Linked DNA regions of Mus musculus: regions 1 and 3 are each linked to region 2. A link is a contact called in public HiChIP or PLAC-seq data. All regions are on one chromosome and are shown on one strand. Each heading gives the region's core, a stretch centred on a gene start, on an enhancer-like site or on the middle of the called end of the contact. The rest is flanking DNA. Distances are from core to core; before and after follow the strand shown.

The links. HiChIP or PLAC-seq counts read pairs in DNA pulled down with a chosen protein or histone mark.
Region 1: an H3K27ac HiChIP or PLAC-seq map of extraembryonic endoderm stem cells shows a contact between it and region 2, with 3 times the contacts expected there. The contact joins two enhancer-like sites. A contact is called at or near these places in 1 of 115 datasets of contacts at active chromatin or transcription factors (extraembryonic endoderm stem cells) and 1 of 9 other capture datasets (embryonic stem cells).
Region 3: an H3K27ac HiChIP or PLAC-seq map of microglia shows a contact between it and region 2, with 4 times the contacts expected there. The contact joins two enhancer-like sites. A contact is called at or near these places in 1 of 115 datasets of contacts at active chromatin or transcription factors (microglia) and 1 of 9 other capture datasets (embryonic stem cells).

Annotation. Positions count from the first base shown.
Region 1 is chr6:55,350,164-55,354,481 of GRCm38.p6, forward strand. No RefSeq gene overlaps it. Among named protein-coding and RNA genes, the nearest start is that of Aqp1, 16 kb to the left of the region's middle. Within about 2 kb of position 1,833, at least 13 of the 459 cell types and tissues checked have an H3K27ac peak or open chromatin away from gene starts, as enhancers often do. A contact at or near this core is called in extraembryonic endoderm stem cells, where this site is marked.
Region 2 is chr6:54,718,278-54,722,550 of GRCm38.p6, forward strand. No RefSeq gene overlaps it. Among named protein-coding and RNA genes, the nearest start is that of Mturn, 39 kb to the left of the region's middle. Within about 2 kb of position 1,509, at least 151 of the 459 cell types and tissues checked have an H3K27ac peak or open chromatin away from gene starts, as enhancers often do. A contact at or near this core is called in extraembryonic endoderm stem cells and microglia, where this site is marked.
Region 3 is chr6:55,414,167-55,418,483 of GRCm38.p6, forward strand. No RefSeq gene overlaps it. Among named protein-coding and RNA genes, the nearest start is that of 6430584L05Rik, 19 kb to the left of the region's middle. Within about 2 kb of position 2,210, at least 11 of the 459 cell types and tissues checked have an H3K27ac peak or open chromatin away from gene starts, as enhancers often do. A contact at or near this core is called in microglia, where this site is marked.

The DNA of each region.
Region 1 (4,318 bases), core at 583-3,082, 630 kb after region 2:
AAACCTTATATACACAGTCCGTTAGAGTACAACAGCTTTAGGGCCAGACTGTCTTAGACACTTCCAAGGGATCAGTGTTCCAGGCATCCATCTCCCAGCTTTTTCAGACTTTGTTCTGCTCAAGTTCTACCTGGCCCAATACAGATGAGTGGATTTGGGAAGTAATTGGGATGGGATGGGATGGGATGGGATGGGATGAGATGGGATGGGATGGGATGGGATGGGATGGGATGGGATGGGGCTTCTTGAGTAAGCAGGGGTCAGAGGACAAACTTCAGGTATCAGGTCTGTTTTGTTAATCTGATATTAACACAGGCAGGAAGTTTCCTGAAAGTCTCAAGGACTCAACCTTTGTCCCCAGGCTCCTGAACAGTCAGGTGACTAGCACATGAGGTGCCTTGGTGGGGGACACCTGTCACCTGCCTCCAACTGTAACCTAGCTGAGACTAGACTACAGGTCACCCACCCCTATCAAAACTATCCACAGCCTTAACCCGAGGATGATTCACACAGCACGGAAGGTCGTGCCTTCTGCACCTGGCCTACAAGGAAGCAGGATATGTTCTAGCGGCCACTGAATCCTAGAATATTTGTCTTTCCATTAAACTCACAAGAGCAAAATGCTGCAACACTGCGGATTGCCACATCCCATCAGAGGCTCCTGATCAGGCCTGGGGCAGATTAGAAGACTTTCCAAACCCCTTTGCAGTGAGGACCAGCCATAGCTGATCGTGTTCAGTGTCCTGTCAGTGTTAGTGCTGGGTAAATACTCTTTGTTTCTAAACATGTAGAAATCTAGAATTCTTGCAGATCCTTATCCTCCGATCCCAGCCTATGTACATGTGTATGAGTTTGAGGAGAGAGAGAGAGAGAGAGAGAGAGAGAGAGAGAGAGAGAGAGAGAGAGAGAGGCCAGTGTGTGTGTGTGTGTGTGTGTGTGTGTTCACGTATGAGGGGTAGGAATGGCACAGCATTCTTGTGGAGGTCAGAAGACAACCTTCAGGTGTCAGTACTTGCCTTTTTACCTTGTTTGAGACAAGTCTCTTTGTGCCAGGCTCCCTGGCCTGGCCTCTATACTTCCACATAGATTCTTTCAACTCTGTTCCATCTTCCAGTAGGGGGAAGTTTGGGTTTACCGATGTGACTGCATTCTTTCCTTCTCTTTTACATTTGTTGTTGCAGTTGTTATTTTGTGTGTGGATTCTGAGGATCATGAACTCGGATCATCACGCTTTGTGTGGCAAAATGCTTTTACTCGCTACGCCATCTCCTCAGCTACCTCTTTCTCTTGTAATAGCTCAAATTCTTCCCCAGGATCAGGGGGATTCTGCTTTCTGGGTGCTGGGTCTTGGCAGGCACCCTAGGCTAGATGACCTGATGAGGAGATGTGACCTATTATACTGGCCTTGGTCTCGGCACTGTTACCCGTGGGCTCAAAGCAGGCTCCAGTGGAAGGTGTGGTGGCCCAAGGTAGCCACTTGTCACTTGACCCTAAGGACCACAATACCTTGGGGAACCTGATAGTTGTGTAGAAGATTCTTTTTCTTTGGGGTTCCTAGGCTAGTCCCCAGCATCCTTGGAACCACAGCGAGGAACCTGGCTGGAAAAGCACTGGAGGAACCGGTGCCAGGCCCCCACCCTCAACGTGGCCAAGCCATGTGTGGGGCCATTAGGATTTTTCCATGGCTCCTGTAGAGCATACCTTCGTTGGTCAGAGGCTTCTCGAGGAGGGGACAGTGATTAATGTTTTATGGACGAGCTGCTGGGCATGATGCCTTGTTTTCTTTAGGTTTAGAATACAATGAAGACGATGATTGGAATTTGCTTCCTAGCAAGGGGGCTGGGTGAGGCCATTCTTGGGAGGCCAAGGACCAAAGGTGCTGGTGTTTACCATTCTTAGTGCCAAAAGTGAAGTCTTTGCTTACAGGGTCATCTTCACAAGTCCCACTTTGAGACCAATGTCCAATGGGGCTTGTGAGAAAGGGTGTCCAGAAACTTCAAGAAACACTGCATGCAGAGATTGTTCTGTTGATCTTCTTGTAGCTTACTGACTGGGCACAGAGAGAGGGTACCACCACCTAGCTGCAGCTGGAGGGCAACTTGGCTGCACTTGGTTGAGTTAGCTTGACATAAAGTCCCCAGGTTAGCCTTAACTAACCATAGCTAAGGATGATCTTAAACTTCTAATCCTCCAACCTCTACCGCCTAAGTGCTGGGCCAACAAATGTATTTTATGCAACACTGAGGCCTCTGTCATGAATGCTAGGCCAACACTCTACCAATTCAACTCCTTTTCTAGTCCCCATTTTTTTTTAAATACCGTAATTATTTCTTGTGGGAGAACAAATTTAATTCATAGAGTTGTCCATTCAGTAAGATTAAGGGTCAAAGTGTCCATGCGCATGCACTTGTGCTGGAGAGTGGGGACATCTTCTGTCATACCCTGTTTTAATTTGCCCTTCTGTCTGTCCAGAGACCCTTCCCTGTAGTCAACTGTCTGGGGGAAGTCCAGTTCAATCCTTGAGGAGTACACAGACTTAGGCCTCTATGGATCTGCAGCCTAGTCCAGGACCGAGACTACCACACAAGCAGAGGCCACAGGAGTATCTTGTGCCCCCAGCGACTCTATGCGTGGGTGTCATTTGCTTTACCTACCTTCATGCTGTAGTTCACATCTAACTAGATCAGCTTGGGTTATCAGGGGACTAGCCAGCACAGATTTTTAAAACCAGCTGCAAAGTAAGTGACAGACTCATAATGTCTACAGTTATGACATCATAGGTAAGGGAAGAGAGACTCTCTGCATATGAGTCTAATCCAGAGGGGCAAAATGTGAACCTGAAAAATTAATAATGGGACAAAGCCCTCCATGATCAGAGCCCACACTGGCTGCAGCCTCTGACATTCTAGAATAGGCTAGTGTGTCCTGGCACCTTATTAACATGAACTTCCTTATTTTTTAAATTTAGCATATATTGTTTGTAATGCAACTTAAATAGAAAACAGAAACCAAAGAAAACAATAAAATTTGTTTAGGTTAATTTAAAAATTGATGGGTGGCATTTATGCCTTTGAGTTGTTAATATATCTCATGTGTCATTTTGGTGTGTGTGTGTGTGTGTGTTTGGATGCATGTATGTGTGAGTGTGCACGTGTATGTACACACGCACACTCTTGCATGTGATCAGTTCACTGCAGAGGGCTGCTAGGCCCTCCTGTGGAATGCCCACACTGAATCTGAGCTGACTATGGAATCTACCAGAGTTACAATTGCACAAATACCCCATGTCCACCTCACACCCTTCTGCACATTTCTTTGAACTCCAAGGACATATTTCTTTTTCTTGAGTTTTGAAAGACATGAGGGCAGCCACAGGGTAGCCCTCACTTCTGAGTAGAGTTACTCAGTGTTATATGCATAGCAAGCAACGCAAAGCTTTGCCAGGTCATGTGACATCAATGTCCCTATCCACCTTCTTTGTAGATGTCTGAACCGATCTCTTTCCTTCACTGACACACACAATGCCATTTTGCTCCCTCCTCCCCCAGGATTTCTTTCACTGAGAAATAGATACTAAATTCTAAATTTACTAAGAATACCGACGACCTGTGTCTTTGCTCAACCTGTTTCTCAGCTGACAATCTACACCAAAGAAGGTACAGCATAGACAGGGCTAGCCAGGTGTCTCACTCAAACCAGGTTTGGGAGGCAGGTCCAGCAGGTGACTTAGCATGAGCAGGGGCCTGACCTGCACATCACCTTGGAGTCCGCATCCAGGATGTGTTTTTCCTGCGTCCAGCATGTTCACCTGCACCTAGAAATGGGCAGGGCTTCCTAGGCCCTCCTTTATCTGCTCTTTTTGCCCCCTGCCTCTCTCTGCAGGATCTCAATTTTTCTCTCTTCTATCATCCTGCAGACCCCAAGAGCCTTCTCTGCTCTCCTCGCAGATTCCTAGGCCCTGAGATGAAATGACTGTTCAACTGTTCATGAAGTTCCCAGAATCACTGATGCGCCTGAACTGTGGCGGGTGGCCCAGGGCACTGACCACGCGAGACGGACTCCAAGAATTGCCCAGCTGCCAGTGGCCTCCTGAGCGGGGAGGGGCAGAACATCTGCCTCCAGGAATGTAGGGCTCAGAGACACTAGATCACAAATTCTCGGGGAGGCTGTGGCTTTGCTTCCAGAAGATTCTGAGAGCCCCAGCTCCCATCCCTTGTCATCCTTCTATATGAGTGGGAAGCCAACCCAGGTCACCCTTGGTGAGATCTTTGGAAGGAAAAAAAAGCCTAGAATGTTAGATCTGAAAGCAACTAAGCAG
Region 2 (4,273 bases), core at 259-2,758:
AGGTGCTGAGTGGAAGCCTTAACCAGGGCAGAGGTAGGCTAAGGTCCCAGGGAACACAGTATAACCCTCAATACAGGAAATTTTTCACTGCAGATGCTGAGGGTCAACAGAGTTGGATGTTACAAGATGATTTAACTCTGACCAACAAAAGCTTGGGCCACTAATCAATACTATGAACCACCAGCAAGTCACAAGCATTAAGGCTCTTCAGACCCACTTGGAAAATATTTAGGTCATCTAGGTTTTGAGAAATCACTCAGGGTCCTGCACATTTCCACATACTCTAAGTGGTCAGCATGCTTATGGTCCACAGACCATACTTCAAGAAACCAGGCCACTCTCTAGATTCACAAGGCTACTCACTACATCAGCAAGGAGCCAAGTTCATCAAGAGACCACTGGGTCCAGGTCTGGCTAAAATGCCCTCCTAACTCTAACATTTCTTGTTTCACAAAGAGAAAATCCTTATAAAGATACCATAATTGTCTTCACTGACACTTTCAGGTTTGAGGTGTAAAAGGCACCCCTCTAAGCTAGCCTACACCATGGTAGAACTGACAGAAGCCAGGTTTGCCTAACTCTAAAGCCTGGCCTCTGATCACAGGATTCTGCTTTTCTGAGATAGGGGGAACAATAAGACCACATTTCGTTGGCAACAGGAAACGAAAGTATCGCAAGGGACAGAGAGCCTATGATTAGATCAGACGGCTCCCTGAGCTTCACACAGTGTCAGTAGGATCACTGCACAAACCAACTGGAGCAGCATTCAGAAGCGCACTGCAACATCCAAGTGAGTCACAAGGCATTCAGCTCTCATCTGCGTGTGGTCTATCTGCCCCGCCGGAGCATGCGCTGCAGGAAGCAAGCATTTTGTCCTACTATCCTGTTATCGCAGGGCTTAGCACAGTACTGGCTTTTAAGAAACCTTTGTGGGGGGCTGGTGAGATGGCTCAGCAGGTAAGAGCACCCGACTGCTCTTCCGAAGGTCCGGAGTTCAAATCCCAGCAACCACATGGTGGCTCACAACCATCTGTAAGGAGATCTGACTCCCTCTTCTGGAGTGTCTGAAGACAGCTACAGTGTACTTACATATAATCAATAAATAAATCTTTAAAAAAAAAAATTTAAAAAAAAAAAAAAAAAAAAAAAAGAAACCTTTGTGGGATGAATTAATGAATGAGTGAATGAATGCATTTCAATGCTTTCTCTCTCCCCGGGGATATGTGGAGCCTGCTTTGCTCCTGCTCATTTCACAAGAAGCAAGCACTAGAAGTCAAACAACCCCAGCCTCTGTGTGATCATCCAGGACAGAAGCTAAGCAGGCAGGAGCATCCAAAAGCTGTGTATCCTTCCACTCCTCCTGGCTGGTGGGCAAGAGCGCCTGCTGTGGCCCTGCTCCTGCTCCCCCCCCCCACCCCCCCCGCCCCCGCCTCCCCAGGAGAAGCCAAGCAGGCACAAAGCCACCTGCTGTCTGGAGCAGCTTGCAACAGCGAAGCGCCAGGCTGCCAACTCGTGTACACTCTGAGAGAACTTAGAAGCTTCCCTTGAGGCCGGCGGCCTTTGTGCCTTCCAGGCAGTAGTGAGGGGCAGGGAGGTACAGCCACTTAAACAAAGTTGCCTGTGTCTCTATGATCATGTCCAGCCTCAGTCACCTGTCCTCAGATTCACAGGAACCAGGAGTCCTCAGCCCTCTTTCCAAATACTCCCTTTTCCCAGAGTCCCCGAGAGAGCCGTGCCATCTGCCATCAGGTCCCACGACTTCACGAGTATCAAGGGGTGTTTTGGATGGATTCCGGAAGAGCTCACGGGGCCACCCCCAGCTCTGTTGGCACCACTGGCCTTGGAATCCTCTCTCTGCAGGACCATGTGCTCCTCAATGCTGTTTGCCTTCTCTGTGTTTACTTAATCCTAATGATTAGTCCTTTGCAGCATCTAGCCTCCTCCCTCCCTTTGCAGCTCACAGACACCTCCCCTTGCTAACTTGCAGGCCTGCTCTGTCCCGGTGACTGACTTCCCAGGCATGGTCACCTCCAACTGTACACTTAACCACACAGACACTACAGAGGACTGAATGGCCTTTCCAAGCTACTTCCAAGATGGGAACAGGGGTTTGGATTGGAGAAAAGATGTCAAGGAGCTCAGACCATTTCCCCCACTGCACGCAGGAGCAGGTTCTAACCAGGACCTCACTCTGTTTCTAGACACCAGCCTGCAGTCAGAGTCGACCTCTATAAAGACATGCCTGGAACAAATGTCCAAGATGGGTTTTGAGCCTAGAGTGATAAAGAGAATCAAATTCATTTTCTCGTCAGTCAACAAGATCTTCGACTTGGCTGAGAGTGCAGCCATGGATACTGGTCTATGATGAAGAGAACTCACTCTGTTGAGTTCCTAACAGATGCCAAAGGGTAAGATTGGAGTCTCTGGCAGAGAGGGCACTGTCTGTCACAAACAATGGAAGTGGCCTTGGCACAGTGTCAAATGAGCTGAGAGCAGCCGACACCAGCGTGTCCCTTTTGAGTGTTGCTTCCTGAGAGCGGTCTGCGTTTGAATTAGGGAAAATGAACAACAAAGGCTGTAGTTGTCTCTGTGGGAAATGGTCACAAGCTAGAACATACTTAGCTCTGACTTCTATACATTTAGGGCCAATGCGATTGCTAAAGGTGGAAGAATGGGGAGTAAGGGCCAGCACATGGCTGCAATAGTGGCCATATTGATCATGTGGCCTAATGGGCTGGTCCTTCTTTCCCACATGTCTAGCCAACCCTAGACTGCTAGGCCCTGGCCAGGAGCACTCCGGGGAGCGACATCATACAGCTGGATAGTTCAGGCAAAGCAGCAGGACTGTGCCTCTGTTAGGGTTGTGAACCTGGTTTCATTCCACAGCCTGTAGGTTTCTGTCCATTAATCAACCCTAACCATGCATGAGATGGCAGAGCAGCTCATCAACCAGGTGGGTGTACACTCTGAAGATGCACAGAACCAAGGATAAAGTCCTGTAGTGAGTTGTAGGGTACCAAGCCACTCAATGTCCCTAGGCCTCAGATTTCTCACAAGTAATTTACAATAACTAACTGCTGTGTGACAAAACTTTTCCTGGGGAGACACAACAAACACATCTGCTCACCCCAGGCAGGGAACCCGGGACTGAACAAAGTACAGATGCCACAAAGTCCAACCTGATGAACCAGTGAGTTCTGTTGGGGTTATGTCCAGGAATATGGATGAGGGATTAGTTATAAGAGCAGAAATGATTCAAAGATAGCTGTGTCACCAAGGTTCCATCGCAGCACCACTACATCTCACAAAGCTTGGAACCTACCCAGCTCGCATAGGTTGGAGTGCGTCCTTTCCAGGTGACTTAGTTGATCGAAACCTCTTCCAGTCAGGCCAGCTGGCTTCTGCTGCTTCCAAGCAGCTGGTCTGGCTTCAGAGTCTTCTTTGTAGCTCCGTTTGGCTGAGTGTGTCCCTTACAGTTCAGCTTCCTTCCATCTGAGGTGAGCTCTGAGCTTTGATTGCTCTGGCAAGGAGAGGCCCACTGCATCTGGTCAGCTTCAGGGACTTCCTGAAGCTATCTTGAAATGTTTACCTTCCTACTTAAGGAGTGTCCCTGAAGGATGGAATGTTTCAATCCAGGAGAAAACTATTACACAATGCTAACCCAATAGAAAAAAAAAAAAAAAAGATCCGGAGAGGCAACCATTGCACAGAAAATACAAATTTCCAATATGTGAAAATGTGTTCAGGCTCTCTGGCCACCAGGAAACATCAATATCTTATTCTTTCAAATTTGAGATTGAGGCTGTCAAGTGGTAGCACAGAGGTCCTGTCACATAGAACTGGTAGGAATGGTTCGGCTACACTGAAGGGCTGTTTGTGAGTCTCTGTCAGATCCTAAGTTCAAGCCCTTTGACCTCACCATCCCATTTCACAGAAGACATCCTAATGAAATAGCTGCACATATGATATGATATGATATGATATGATATGATATGATATGATATGAGTGGTTGTTGCTGTTTTGCTTATAGGGCCCTAAAGTAAAGGAAGAAAAGAACTAAAATACAACGGGCAAAAAAAGAAAAGAATGAGGGAGGAAAACAGTGGGGCAAGAAAAGGGGGGGAGTCAGAGCGTAGGGAGGAACATGCCCAGCGTGATGTATGTGCATGTAAGAAGGCTGCAATAAACAAAGGAAAGGGAAGTACAGACGGGAGAGAAGCTGTCTGTTTGTGCATAGTAAGATGGTTGGCAAGTAGGGGGTCAGTGGGTGCA
Region 3 (4,317 bases), core at 960-3,459, 700 kb after region 2:
GTAAGCCATTTTAATAAACCCCCTTTATACCATTCCCTAAGTCATTCGTTCTATCAATCCTGTGTTTCTAGACAATTCTTTCTAATGCTCCGTTGATCTTGATTTCTGTCTAGAACTTGAAGGTAAGACTCTATTGCTGAAGACACCATATACTTTGGCCACTGGATATAGAGAATTCAGCTGGCACTGAGAGGAAAACATCCTCCCTGCTGGCTAGGTTTCATAGTTCTGAGAAATGCTTCCAGGAGAGAAAACAGTTATAAACACTGCAGGCTACAGCAATGACCAGCCTGGAAAATCTGCCCAAGGGCACAGCAGTGGCACTCACGTTGTAGGAGTAGCCAATGGCCTTTTGATTGGATTTAAAGCTTGCTCCACAGGAGAAAAAACACATTAATATGTCCAAGAACACATGTCTGGAGGAGTTAATAAACCCTAGGGGTTCACCCACTATTATTAGTTTGATAAATGGACATAATATCAAAGTGTCCTTCAAATCTCTATTAGTGAGGCTCTCACTCCTTATCAGGGAAGGGAAGCTTCTTTGTGCACTATCTGGTGGCTAACACAGACATTCACAGCTGTTCAAAGAGCAGCGCATGTGTCTGTGTTATGTGCTCAACCATAAACAGGACATCAATATCATACCCATCACCTCTAAAGCTCAGGAAACATCACAGAAGCAAAGATGTGATACTTGTAAGAGCCAGCAACTGGAGAGATCCAGGACAAAGCCGTGTCTTCTAAATATGACTAAATCACTGGACTCAAGAACCCACCACAACTGTGGTTACCTGCATAACACTTGTCCTAGATCAAACCAATGAACATTCCAACCTGGATGGGCCAGGAGCGCCAAGAGTCTAGTCTTCCCACCTACAGAAGGAGATATTAATGCTTACTGGATGCTAGGGGAGGAAGTGTCAGTTTTCTTTAATGATGTGGTCCCTGGTAGGCTGGCCACATTCTAGTGGGTACAACACAAATGAGGCTCTGAAGGTTATTATTATTTTTAAGAGGACATAAAATTAGGAGAGGAACTCTGATGGGATGAGATGGAGTAGATCCAGTAGGGGTTAGGGGAGGAGTGTGTGTTTGCCTGTGCCTGTGCCTGTGCCTGTGCCCGTGCGTGTGCTTGTGCGTGTGTGTGTGTGTGATAAGAAAGCTTTGTAATCATGTATACAATTTTAAAAAGAATTAATAGAACCATTATACTAAAAATAGGTGGCATGCTAGAGCAGGGCTTGTGATGCTAACCTCTAACACAGCCACGTGTCCAAAGATCGGGGCAGGAGGATCAAAAGTTAAGGCCAGCTTGCTCAAGAGAGTTCAAGACCAGCTTAGATGAGGGAAGTTTACTTTGGTTCGTGGTTTCAGAGGGGTCAGTCCATGTTCACTGGGCTCCATTGCTTCTGGACTGTGCTGAGGTAACTCATCATGTGAGGGCTTGGAGCCAGCAGAGCAGAGCTGCTTACGTCAGAATGGCCATGAAGGAGACAGAGTGAAAACGAGAAAGAAGATGATGGCAATGTACAGCCCCTAAGATCTCAACACCTTCCACCAAGTAGGCACGGCCTTCTTGTCAGCACTTCCTCACCATGCCATTTAATTATAAATCTATCCTCGAATCCATCGATGGATGCAGAGCCCTTGTGTTCTGATCATCTCTGTAGAGCCCCTCTTCTGACTGCTGATGCATTAGAGCACATCTTCAACACCTGGGCTCAGGGAGGGATGTTCACACTCAACCACAGAGAATCACTATTGTATGTGTGCGTGTGCATGTTTTCCCAGCATTATTTTAATCTCCTGTTTGTTTAGTTTGCTTTCCTTTTGTTTATTTCACAGTGTGTCTGGACTTCAGTCTGAAGTAGCAGGATCTCCTCAGATGTCTGATAGCCTTTAGTTTTAGAATCTTTCGTCATCTTCTTGAAAGTTTTGCTTCCTCTCTTTTCAGCTGACTCCTCTATGTCCTGAATCACAGACTTCCTATTTCTTGGTTAATTTCTTTCTTTGGAGTAGCATTTGCCAGGAACTTTCTAAGAAACACAGAGGAGGTGATTTTGTGAGCTCTTAACATCTGACTACACATATTTTCCTTCTTTTATTCATTGTTTTACCTATAGGATGAGTGGCTTGATTAGAGATGGAATTCTAGGTTGCAAATGAGCTTCTGTGGAGCCTTCCGATGTTTCACTCAGTCATGCTCAGGCTTCCAGTGTTGCCGTGGAAACGCCTGATGCCATTTTAAGCCCTGCCCTGTGTACACCATCAATCAGTTCTCCTCTTGTTTAATTTTTTTTTCTGTCCCTGATGTTCTGAATTTCATGCCTTCTCATGTCTTCAGTGATTTGTTCCATAATTCATGGGCGTTTTCAAAGCAGAAACTCACATCCGTGAATTCTGGAAAATCTTCTCTCTTCTGTTTGAAGGTATAGTTCCCTGTCTTCTCGCTGCTCTCCCACTCTGAAACTCCTGCCAATGAGATATTAGGCTTTATGCTTTGAAGCCCCCATTTCATATCGCTCCTTACTCGTCATCTTATACTACTTTCCAAAAATATATTTCATGCAACCTTTCTGCTTTTTAACTGAAGGTTTACTTCAAGATGTGATTCTTTTCTATTTATTCTCTAAGAATTTTGTGTAGTCTCTGGGTATTCAGTTAAAAATAGCATTCTGTTTTAAAAGAATGTTTCTCCAATAGTCTTTATTAACTTTTCCAAGACATTAGCTTCAACTTCAGCTTTTCCACATTACCTGTTTTTGTGTCCTCTCACTTGAGTCCTCTATCTGAATCCTTCTTTGCTTCTCTCTTTGTCACAGACCCTTCATATTGGAGCCATTTCTAATGTGTAAAGGATTCTATAAAGGTCTGTATCCCAGACAGAGATACTCATCATCTGAGAGAGTCCGTGCAGAGACACAGCTTGCCACATTCCAGCTTCTCTGGGGGCATTCTGGTGGTGTGGTGGTTTGAGTAAGAATGGCTCCTGTAGGTTCATGTATTGGAGTGCTTGATCTCTAGTTTATGGAACTATTTGGGAAGGATTAGGGAATATGGTTTTGTTGGAGGAGGTGTGTTACGGGAGTTTGAGGTTTCAAAAGTCCACACCATTCCCAGTTAGCACTCTGTCTGCCTCTCTGTCTGTGTCTGTCTGTCTGTCTGTCTGTCTGTCTCTCCCTCTCTCCCTCCCACCCCAAACCTCCTGCCTTGTGCTTTTGGCTCAGCTACTGCTCTAGTGCCATGTACACCTGCTGTCATGCTCCCCACCATCAGAAAATGAACACTAAACCTCTGGAGCTTTGACCAACCCCACAAACTAAGGACTTTCTTCGATAAGTTATCTTGGTCATGTGATTTATCTGGCAACAGAAAGAAAATAAGACAGGTGGAAGGACTGAGTGTCTCTTTCTTGAGGTCTTTCCTTTTGAACTGGCAAACTTTTCCTGAGGAAACTTTCCATGCCTCATGGGGATGTTGGATAGAAGCTGGAGGCTTAAGTCCTACCTCTTGTTTGTAACTTCTGGTTACAAACAAATCCCTTGTAACTTCTGGTGCTTTATTTCCAGTACCTTCTTGCCATCCCAGAGACACAACACACAACATCTCTGGGCCAAGTTATCCTGAGAGTCACCCATGTAGTAGCTCACTTAGATAGGAAGGGGATCTAGAGGTTGGTGTGGGTCAGGCCTGATGCCTTTCTAAAGAATATGTGCACTACTGACTCTATGTTCAGTTCCACTTATGCTTCTGGAAGCATCTGGAAGCTCTGTGCCTTAAGCCTTTGAGGCACCTGAGCAGATTCTGGCTGGCTGCTTATGCTGTCCTCTCTCCCTAGACATTTCGCTTACTTTTTGGGTTTCCCCTTCCAGCTGTCTTTGTCCTTTTCTGGCTTCTTAGTGGAGGTGGAGGAAAGAAATATATAATCAAATGTGATTATGCCACAGGACTGTAGACTCCATGCTGATATCAGACACCTCTGCAGTCTGTTCCTTTCCCTAGTTCCATTCTGACTTGGGGTTAAGTTTATCTCTTTACCAAGTTCCTCCCTTATGTTGTTTCCCTGCCTTCTGCTCTTCCTCTCATCCTCCATGTCTGGTGTCTCCTTTTTGACACTCTCCAGCTGTGTTCTGCCTTCTAAGAAGTCTTCCTTAACCCTGTCCTGGCCCTGACTGGCCAAGATTAAGGAAAAGACCTTGCTCTGCTGTCTTCAACTTGGTGCCAATGCCCCCTTGGCCCACCAGTCTTGCTTGCCATGGAATTGTCAGCTTTATGAAGGAGGGCTTGCTGCAGACTTGCGGAAGGTATGTGCTC